Linked DNA regions of Ovis aries: regions 2 and 3 are each linked to region 1. Evidence: chromatin contacts called from public Hi-C data. All regions are on one chromosome and are shown on one strand. Each heading gives the region's core, a stretch centred on a gene start, on an enhancer-like site or on the middle of the called end of the contact. The rest is flanking DNA. Distances are from core to core; before and after follow the strand shown. Region 1 holds the start of POLD4 (DNA polymerase delta 4, accessory subunit). Region 2 has its middle 12 kb from the start of UNC93B1. Region 3 holds the start of PITPNM1 (phosphatidylinositol transfer protein membrane associated 1).

Region 1 (3,025 bases), core at 290-2,789:
TGCGCCTCCTCTTTGGTGGTCTTTCTCCAGAGCATTCTCCTCCCTTTTGCCCACACTCCTCCTGAAACAGGGAGCCCAGACCCCAGAGCAGTGGGAGAGGGGGAAGCAGAAGCCCCTGAGCAGGCCCTTGTGCCCTGGGAGGAAGAACCGGATGGGATCTGTAGAGGGCGATTAGCACTGGGCTGGGCCCTGCAATGATTCCCAGACTCCCACTGGCCAGCACTTTTGCCTGCTGCCAGGAAGTTGGTGAGGAGGAGGCGGGTACAGGGGTGAGTCAGCGATGACAGGAGCCCAAGGGACAAAGGTCATGGGTGGAGAATTGAGAGACACTGTTTACAGCAGCCCACCTCCTCCAGGAGGACTTCCAGTGCTAAGCCAGCCTCACAGTACAACTCATTTCTGACCCTGTCGTCCTCTTCTAGTTTGTTAGGAATTTTATCCTTGCACTGCCATTTGTGTGTCTGTCTGCTTGCCTATTGGCCTGTGAGCTCCTGGGGGACACAGAGGGACGATGGTTTCACCAGGGCCCCACCGTGCCTGACTTCCTACTTCCTGTTATTTTATTTTGGCTGCGCTGGTATGCTTGTGGGATCTTAATTCCCAGAACAGGGACCGAATCCGTTCACCCTACAGTGTAAGCACTGGGTCCTAATCACTGGACTGCCCAAGGAAGTCAGTACTTCCTACTTTCAAGAACCATTTCTGTCTATTTTAGTTGAGAGAGTATGTGGGAAAGTGCTCAGGACAGAACTTGGCACACCGTGTAAGTGTCAGGTTTACTGTCGGTATTTTCTACTCATACTCTCACATTGGGACAGATTTTACTGATGAAGGACTAGGGGTCCAACACACTCTGGCCTCCTGCACCGTGTGGAAGTGTGGAATCTTCCTGAACAGAGGGCAGTGCCAGGCTGTGGGACCCCGGGGCAGTGGAAGAGGCAAGCGCTCGCCTGGACTAAGAGTGGGCAATATCTCTGGGCGCAGACTGTGAGAAAGGAGCTTTCAGAACCCCTGGGCTTCTCCAGCCAGCCAGGTCTCCTGGGGCCGGTGGGGGCGGGGTGGGAGCAGGGAAGGGGTATGGATTAGCCCAAACTCTCTCCGGACCTCCAGACCTGCCCCCACAACGCTCTTTGGGCCAAGGGGCGGGAGTGGAAGTCTCCGGCTGGGCTCTGGGGAGTTACAGACCGGCTACGGGGATTAGTGAGGCTGAAAAGAACATTTGCCTAGGAAGGGAAAACGGGAAGTGAGAGGCCAAGGATAACGCTCTGTAAGTCCCCCGAGACCCACTGCAGACCAGTGTGGGGTGGCCGGAGGAGGTGGTGCCGTCTGGGGCATCTTGACAGGTCCCCCACTCAGCCTCACCCCCCTCCCCCAGAGCACAGCTGCATCAACTGCCCCGCCCCTGCCTGCACCACCTGCCATTGGCTGGGACCAGGCCCCGCCCCACACAGGCAGCCTCTCATTGGCTTAGGTCTGCTGTTTGCATGCTTGCGGGGGTGGGGGAGACGCGTCATTCCCTGGAACCCTCCGACTTCCTTGCTGTTTGTCTGGGTCGTCCGTCTGCCCATCGCTGGCCCCAGGCTCGCTCTCTGGCCCCAGCCCTCTCTCGCTCTCTCTCAGCAGCTGTCTCTCTCGTGCCCGCTGGCCTGCTTCTCCTTCCCGGCAGTGGCCTCCTCCTCTGCCTGCCTGGGTGGCCGCCATGGGCCGGAAACGGCTCATCACTGACTCCTACCCTGTAGTGAAGAGGAGGGAGGGCTCCGCTGGGCACAGCAAGGGGGAGCTGGCACCAGAGCTAGGTCTCTGAGATGTGGGAGGGCGGGAGGAGTGGACGTGAGGGACATGAAAGGACATGGGCTGTGGAAGGGGAAGTGGAGTATGTCCTCTACTTCCGATAGCAGTGGATAACAGAGGCAGAGGGGTGGTGAGAGCTGGGGAACAGTGGGGTCAGTTGTGAGGCAAGGGGCAGGGCACAGGCCTGGGCAGGCCTGAGGAACAGCATATCATTGCAGGGGAAGAGCCCCTAACCCTGAGCGTGGATGAAGCGGAGCTGGAGCTGCTGAGGCAGTTTGACCTGGCCTGGCAGTATGGGCCCTGCACAGGTGAGAGCCCCTCAGGCCCGAGAGCACATCCAGGAGCCAGTCTTGCCACCCACACGTCTCTCAAGCAACCCCAGCCCCTGCCTGACCCTCTGGACACCGTCTCCTGAGACGGGGACTCATGCAGGTCCTGACACACCCCTCCAAACATACTCTCTAGCCTGGACTTTCCCCTGCCCCCTTGAGGCCTCCCTCACTGTCTCCTTTCCACTCCTGCAGGGATCACACGGTTGCAGCGCTGGCATCGGGCAGAGCAGATGGGCTTGAAGCCTCCCCCAGAAGTGCGTCAGGTGCTGCAGAGCCACCCCGGGGATCCCCGCTTCCAGTGCAGGTCAGAGACAAGCCAGGGAGAGCTCTGGGGGGTGGGGCAGGGACTTCAGGTACCACCAGCCTGCTGGCCCAGGATGGGGGCTGTCCTGACCTTCGGGATAAGTAGGTGCAGCCTTGGGGATTGTCACTGGGCAGGCAAGAAGGTTCTACAAGGTGCTGAGCTCAGGAGGCAGAAGCTTGCCTTCGTAATTCTTATCTCTGAGCTAACGGTGGAGAAAGAGTACACCTGGGGCCCAAGGGACTATTTCATGCTCAAAGGTTGGCCAAGGGCTTTAGGCCATGGCCGAGAGCTGGGGCTGGTGAGAGCAAGTGGAGAGACTTCACTGATTCAGGTTTCCCTCCATCCCGACCCCCCTGCACAGCCTCTGGCATTTCTATCCCCTCTGACGCTCCGCCGAAGACCTCCTGCCTGCTACTTGAGAACCGGACACAAGTGAGAGCCAGTTGCTGCCCCGCGGCTCAGCCCTGCTGTGGAGAACATTTGGCAGGAAAGAGGCAGGCAGGGAAGGAAAGAGGCTGAATCTGGAGGTCTAACCAGCCGGGTTCTAGCGCCTCCTCTGAGAACCGACACAGAGGAAGCCAGGTGACCCCTACAGGGA
Region 2 (3,025 bases), core at 324-2,823, 250 kb before region 1:
TGTCCATGAGGGATGCAGACGCTGGTGGGAGGGGCACACCCTTATCCCCCAACGTCGCCCACCACTGTGGGGAGAGGGAACTGAGATCCCACTGTGAGGAGAGGCAAGGGGACCGCAGGAGGGTCCTGGAGCCCCCAGTTGCACCCCAGGAGATCGGTACCAGCAATGCTGGAGGCAGAGCATTCCTCCTCACCCCACATCCACCCCTGGCAGCCTCCCAGACCCTCATCCACACCCACTTAAGCATCGGTCTCCTAGCTTCTTCCACCCACTATGGCCCTCTCTCCTCTGCCTCCCGCAGCCCTCACTTGAGTTTGTTTCCAGGAACCTCAGCGAGCCCTGGAGCCAGGCTCTTGAGCTCAGACAGGGGGTCAGCCCCTCTGAGCCACTTTCCTCCTCTGTAAACTGTATCTGTGGTGGCACCGAGGTCCCCAGAGCCTGGAGGAGACTCACAAGGGCACAGAGGATATTTTAAATTGTCTAAAATGTGGACATCTCCCTGCTCTAAGCAAATTAACAGGTTCCGTTAGTTCACAATTTCAGCGTTAGATGACACCACAAATCCTTTCATGTCATAGCTTTGAGAAGGTGGGTTTCCTGTGGTTTCGAGATTTAAAAATGGACATGACCATGGAACAAGAAATGAGACTGGGGGTGTCCCATCTGATTCCAGGTTTGAGAAGCTGGCCAGTGCACATAGCCAGTTTGTAAGTCATGGTGGTTATTGTCAAGTCATTACGTGGTATCCAACTCTTGTGCGACCCCAAGGACTGTAGCCCACCAGGCTCCTCTGTCCATGGGATTTTGCAGGTAAGAATACTAGAGTGGGTTGCCATTTCTTTCTCCAGGAGATCTTCCCAACCCAGGAATCGAACCCAAGTTTCCTACATGTGTCTCCTACATTGTAGGTGAATTCTTTACCACTGAGCTACCAGGGAAGCTTGGTGGTTATTAGAGAAGGAAATAAAAATACCATTTTTTTTTCTTTCTATCGCTGTGTATTATTCAATATATTTTCTAAGTTATTAGAACATACATACTTATTGATTTGACCTAAATAATTCACAAATAGAACAGTTAGATATTTCCTTTGGCTTAAGAGCACCGTGAAAAAATTACCGAGATGCTGAGGGTTTCAGGACCAGGGAATGCTTGGGCAGCTCTGTGTTAGCAGAGGGCTGGCACGGAGTTACCTACAGGGAGGCCCTCGTAGGACCCTGGGCTCCCCCTCCTGCCTTGTCCAGAGAACTGAAGCATCTTTGGCTCCAGCCTGGGGGCGGAGATTAAACCTACGCTCTGTGATGCTCCAGGCCCTGCTCTGAATCAGCGTAAACTAGTCACCATCTGCTTTTGGCAGATTCGAGGATCCTGCCTTTATGGGGGGTAGCAAGGCCCACACCTCTCCACAGCCTCCCCAACAGGTGACCTCTAGACTCATACAGATGAAGGAGCTGAAAACTGCCTGCCTCATATACAGACTTTCAATGATGAGCAGCCCCAGACGGGGTCATGTGGGGTGACTGGCACTCTGTCCTCCCCTTTCCCCAGCAGCATCTAGCACGGAAGGCAATGTTCTCTGACGGCAGATGTGCTGACCTCCTGGCAGGGTTCCAGCCAAATTCCAGGCAGAGCTGGGCAACCAGATGCTCGAGCCATAAGCAGGGCAGGGCATCGTTTGGGAAAGTGTGGGCGTCTGGGCGTGCCAGGCAAGCGAGGGGAGGCGAAGACAATGGTTCTGCAGCTGGTCTCAGTTCCAAGTCATTTCCAGGGATGAGCCCAGGCATTCGGAGCAGCCACCTGGGAGGGAGCATGACTTTCAATGACATGCCTTGCAGGGGGATAGGCTCCCCATCAGAAGACTCCACACCCCCTGTCACTGCTCCTGGCACATGGACAAGACCCACAGAGAGACACACGGAACAGGCCACACCCATGACAAGCAACACACACGCACACACCCAGAACAAGCAGGATAACTGTCATGGCGGCAAGCCCCAGCAGGCCAGCTCTTACAGGGACGCCTAATCAAGCCATCAGATGTGGATGCTCCATCCCTTGGCAGCTCCAGGTCTGGATGTAAAGTACAATGTTGATGTCTCTGTCACCTCTGGATAAGGGGACCGGGTGGTCGTCTGGACTCCAAAGTGGAAAGTCAGACTCAGCATCATGGTCTTGGCTTCTGTGATTCTGCGTCAATCTGCCCTTGGGTAATTTTAAAAACTATATGATTCCAAGACTCTATAGTGTCAGATTTTAACTATCTTCTCAATAGCAGATGAGAGAGCTTGAAAGTCTTCTAGAGTCACCTAGAGATGCTGGATCAGAAACAAACTGGTTTGGGGACATCCCTGGCAGTCCAGCCATTAAGATTCTGTGCTTTCTAGGGGGGGAACTAAGATTCCATGTGCTACGGCATCCCATATGGCATGGCCAAAAAGTAAAATTTGATAAATTCTGCAACTGAGGCAGATCTGCATCAGCAGGATACAAAAGTAAAGGTTGCTATTTAGAGGGTATTAGAGTTTACATTCAGAAAAGTGGAAGTCACTCAGTCATGTCCAATTCTTCGGAACTCCATGGACTATACATAGTCCATGGAATTCTCCAAGCCAGAATACTGGCATAGTCTTTCCCTTCTCCAGGGGATCTTCACAACCCAGGGATCGAACCCAGGTCTCCCGCTTTGCAGGCGGATTCTTTACCAGCTGAGTCATCAGGGAAGCCCAAGAACACTGGAGTGGGCAGCCTATCCCTTCTCCAGCAGATCTTCCCAACTCGAGAATTGAACCGGGGTCTCCTGCATTGCAGAGTGTCAATATAAATGTAAGTTTGCAAATGCGGGCATTCTCCCAAGTATCTTGTTCAAGAGATGAACCTTTTTTTATGAGAAGGCGGGATCTTATGAGAGTTGTTGAAGTTGGACGATTTGGCACGGGCTGAATCCCTTTGTGTTACATGTTACCGGTCATGAGGCAATACATGTCGTGGTTTTGTTTTTACAGACGGCAAACCCAGCCGCACAGCT
Region 3 (3,025 bases), core at 251-2,750, 130 kb before region 1:
CCTTTCTGTGGCCCCCACCGCTCAGCACTTACCCAGGACTTTTATCCACTTTGCCCAGACCCCTTCTCCCCAAGCAGGGCCTTCGGCCCATGGCCTCCCTGCCTTTTCTCCTGGGCCATAACAACTCTTTTCTCAGTGTGTCTTTTGCTAAATACGCCCTTTTTATATAAATAAAATATAATTTGGAGTTGTTCTCTCAGCTAGTAGTCTTCTTTATTTTATTTTATTTATTTTTATCCGTGCACTGCGGACCCATGCCCCTGCACTGGAAGCATGGCATCTTAACCACTGGCCCACCAGAGAAGCCCACACAGTTCATAGTTTCTCTGAGCCTGGTGCCTCTGCTAAGCCCGGGCGGGCCACGAAGAAAGGGAAAGAGGAGACTCGGAGGGAGATGGTTGGGTACAGTGAGTGGGAGGGAGGCCCACTAAGCCTAGCTTTGCCTTGCCTCCACAGCCCATTGACCTTGAGTGGGACCCTGCCCTTCCCTGGCCCTCGGCCTGCCAGCTGTTTGTGGAAAGAGTTGAACTCCAATAGCTGAGTGCCCTGCCCTCCTTCACAAGATGCCACCAGGGGGCAGCACAAAGCCTGGGCTGCTTCCACAGCTGGAGGGCTCTGTCTCCAGCCTGAACCTAGAGGGTTCTTTCTCTGGACTAAAGGTGCCTGGAGGGTGGAAATGCCAGTTCACTTAAGCCCCACCCTCGCATGCCTTAACACCCTAACATCCTAAGCTTGGAATCAGCCCTGGGGCTCGGAATACACCCTATCTCTGAGTCCTAAGAGGAAGGAAAAGGAGCCGAGCTGCTTCCCCACCCCTGGGACCTGAGAAACAGTCGAGAGAGAACTGGTTTCCCCAGTGTGGGTGAGACCCTGTGCGGTGCTGCCTTGCACCGACCCAGTGCCTCTAGCCAACTGGGTGCGGTCCCAAGAGCCCAGCCCTAGGCCCTGGCAGCCTTTGCCCACGATCTGGGCGCTATTGGCCAGACTTGTGAACCCGGAAGACACAGGTGGGGAAAGCTCTGGGGCCCCGTTCAGGGAGGAGCCCCAAGACTGGAAGTGAAAGTGACTGCAGCCCTCTGAATGACCTGGCGGTCTGGGACACCGGAACCCCACCGGCTAGGCCAGTGATGTCAGAGACCAGCCGCTGGCTAGACTTGGGACGGGAAGGCGTTTCCCCCACCCTGGGCCCCGGATTCCCAGGGCCCGGGAAGTTGGGGCTGAGACTCTTGTCATATTTCCATAGCACACTGGAGGGCCGGGCCAGGGTGGAGGAAGGATCCCAGAGTGTCTGGGGATCCCAAATAACACGGCCGGAGTACGCAGCGCCAGCATTTGGAGAAGGGCCTCTTCCCCCGCCGCCGTGGGGAAGGAAGGAAGGTTGAGGCCGCCCTCCGCCGCCGTGGGCGGGGCTGCCCGGACCCCGCCGGGGTGGGTAGGGCCGCGCGCCCAGGAAGGGGGCGGGGCGGCCGCAGTGACGCGGCGGGCGGCGGGGAGGGACCGGAGGGGTGCCGGCGGGCAGACCGGGAGGAAGGTCGGGGCCATGGGCCCGCGCTGCGCCTCCAGAGGGTCCGGCCACTGCTGGAATCCGCGGCCGGGGCTGGAGTCGCTCGGGGCTCCAACCCGCGGCCCGTCGGCCCCCGCCCGTACTGGGTGAGGGGCGTCCACCCTAGACTAGAGGTGAGCCGGGACGTTGGCGGGCGGGCCGATCGAGAGCACGGCGGGCGACGGGGACGCCGGGGAGCAGAGGGAAGTGGGGGCAACGGGGCCTCTCGCTTGCTCAGTGGGTGCGAGGTGGGGGTACGGCGGCAGCGAAGTCGGGGCGCAGGTGGACGGAGCAGCTTGCAGGGCGGGGGCCCGTAGGGTACTTCTAGCTTGAGCCTGAAGAGTGTGGTCAGCCCTGGAGAAGGAGGATGAGGCAGCTGCATAGACGAGTGCCGGGGGTCCAGGAACGATGCGGGGAAGGGGGAGTTGGGGACTGGGCTGCCCGCCAGGGTGGGGAAGACAGGTCTCGGGGCGAAAGTGTTATCTAGTCTTTGAAGGTAGTTTCGGGTGCAGGGGGAGGGGGGCGCCCGGGGCTGCTCCGCGGAGAGACGCGGGGGACAAGGTTCTAAGTGGACGTCCAGGAGTGGGGACACGGACCGACTCGGGGAAAGGGATGCAGGGGGCGGGCCCCGAGGGGCCGGTGGTGGAAGGCGGCCCGGAAGGAGGGGCCCCGGGGTTTCCAGGGGCGGGTCCCCAAAGGATGCTGTTCCGAGGGGCTTAGGACGCCGCCGCGGCCGGAGAGGCGAGGCTGGCCCGCCAGCCCGCCGGCCACCTCCCGCGGCTCCTGGGGGCCCGCGTCAGCGCGCGGTTGCCATGGCGATGGGCGGGCGGGGGGCGGGGGCTGCGCGGAAAAGAGGTCAGCGCTCAGCCTCTCGGCGGCTCCCGGCCCCCCGCGGCGCTGGCTGCAGAGCTGGGCTCGCCGCTGCCTGCCCTGTGGCGAGCCCGGGCATGGGGTCCCCGCGCCTGAGCCCCTCGGCCCGCGCGCAGGGCTCGGGGCCGCGCGCCGCCGCCCCGCACTGACGGCCGCGCGGTGCCCTGCGCCAGGAGCCGCGGAGGCCGCGCGCGGCCGGCCGAGCGCTTTCAGGATGCTCATCAAGGAATACCACATCCTGCTGCCCATGAGCCTGGACGAATATCAGGTGGCCCAGCTCTACATGATCCAGGTGAGGGCGGTGGCAAGTAGGAGGCCGAGGAGGGGATGGGAACATGCTTCATGTTGGGTATCCGCAGGAGTGCGCAGGCCACACCTGGGATAAGGGGCCGGGCTCAGCTCAATCCCCTGCCAGTCCAGCCCCGAGGCTTAGGAGGGCTCAGGCCAGAGCAGAAGAGAGCGCGTCCCCAGTCGGATGTGGGGGAGGGGTGGGGTGATTAAGGACCGTGCGAAGAGGGACCGAAGGGCCTGGTGGTGCCTCCCCGAGTGCCCAGCCCCTGCTGAACGCTCAACCCCTATCTGATCTCCTTTAATCCTCCTTAGAATCCGTAA

The links. Hi-C and Micro-C count contacts between places; a contact is called where the count stands out from the background.
Region 2: a contact with region 1 is called in a Hi-C map of tail adipose tissue, with 2.6 times the contacts expected there. The contact joins the enhancer-like site here to the promoter of POLD4 in region 1. A contact is called at or near these places in 3 of 16 Hi-C or Micro-C datasets (hypothalamus, muscle and tail adipose tissue).
Region 3: a Hi-C map of liver shows a contact between it and region 1, with 2.8 times the contacts expected there. The contact joins the promoter of PITPNM1 here to the promoter of POLD4 in region 1. A contact is called at or near these places in 5 of 16 Hi-C or Micro-C datasets (blood, hypothalamus, liver and 1 more).

What each region holds. Positions count from the first base shown.
Region 1 is chr21:41,661,253-41,664,277 of ARS-UI_Ramb_v3.0, reverse strand. POLD4 (DNA polymerase delta 4, accessory subunit) reads left to right here and starts at 1,539. Exons shown (of 4, transcript XM_004019714.5): 1 at 1,539-1,796; 2 at 2,010-2,099; 3 at 2,316-2,427; 4 at 2,789-3,025. The coding sequence starts at 1,700. The coding sequence ends at 2,813. All of the region lies in intron 2 of LOC132658375 (a long non-coding RNA gene), which reads right to left.
Region 2 is chr21:41,913,474-41,916,498 of ARS-UI_Ramb_v3.0, reverse strand. It overlaps the pseudogene LOC101112177. Among named protein-coding and RNA genes, the nearest start is that of UNC93B1, 12 kb to the left of the region's middle. Within about 2 kb of position 1,573, at least 2 of the 54 cell types and tissues checked have an H3K27ac peak or open chromatin away from gene starts, as enhancers often do. A contact at or near this core is called in tail adipose tissue, where this site is marked.
Region 3 is chr21:41,791,126-41,794,150 of ARS-UI_Ramb_v3.0, reverse strand. It overlaps PITPNM1 (phosphatidylinositol transfer protein membrane associated 1), which reads left to right and starts at 1,500. Exons shown (of 25, transcript XM_042238094.1): 1 at 1,500-1,677; 2 at 2,587-2,705. The coding sequence starts at 2,628. CDK2AP2 (cyclin dependent kinase 2 associated protein 2) reads left to right here. Exons shown (of 4, transcript XM_015103216.4): 4 at 1-199.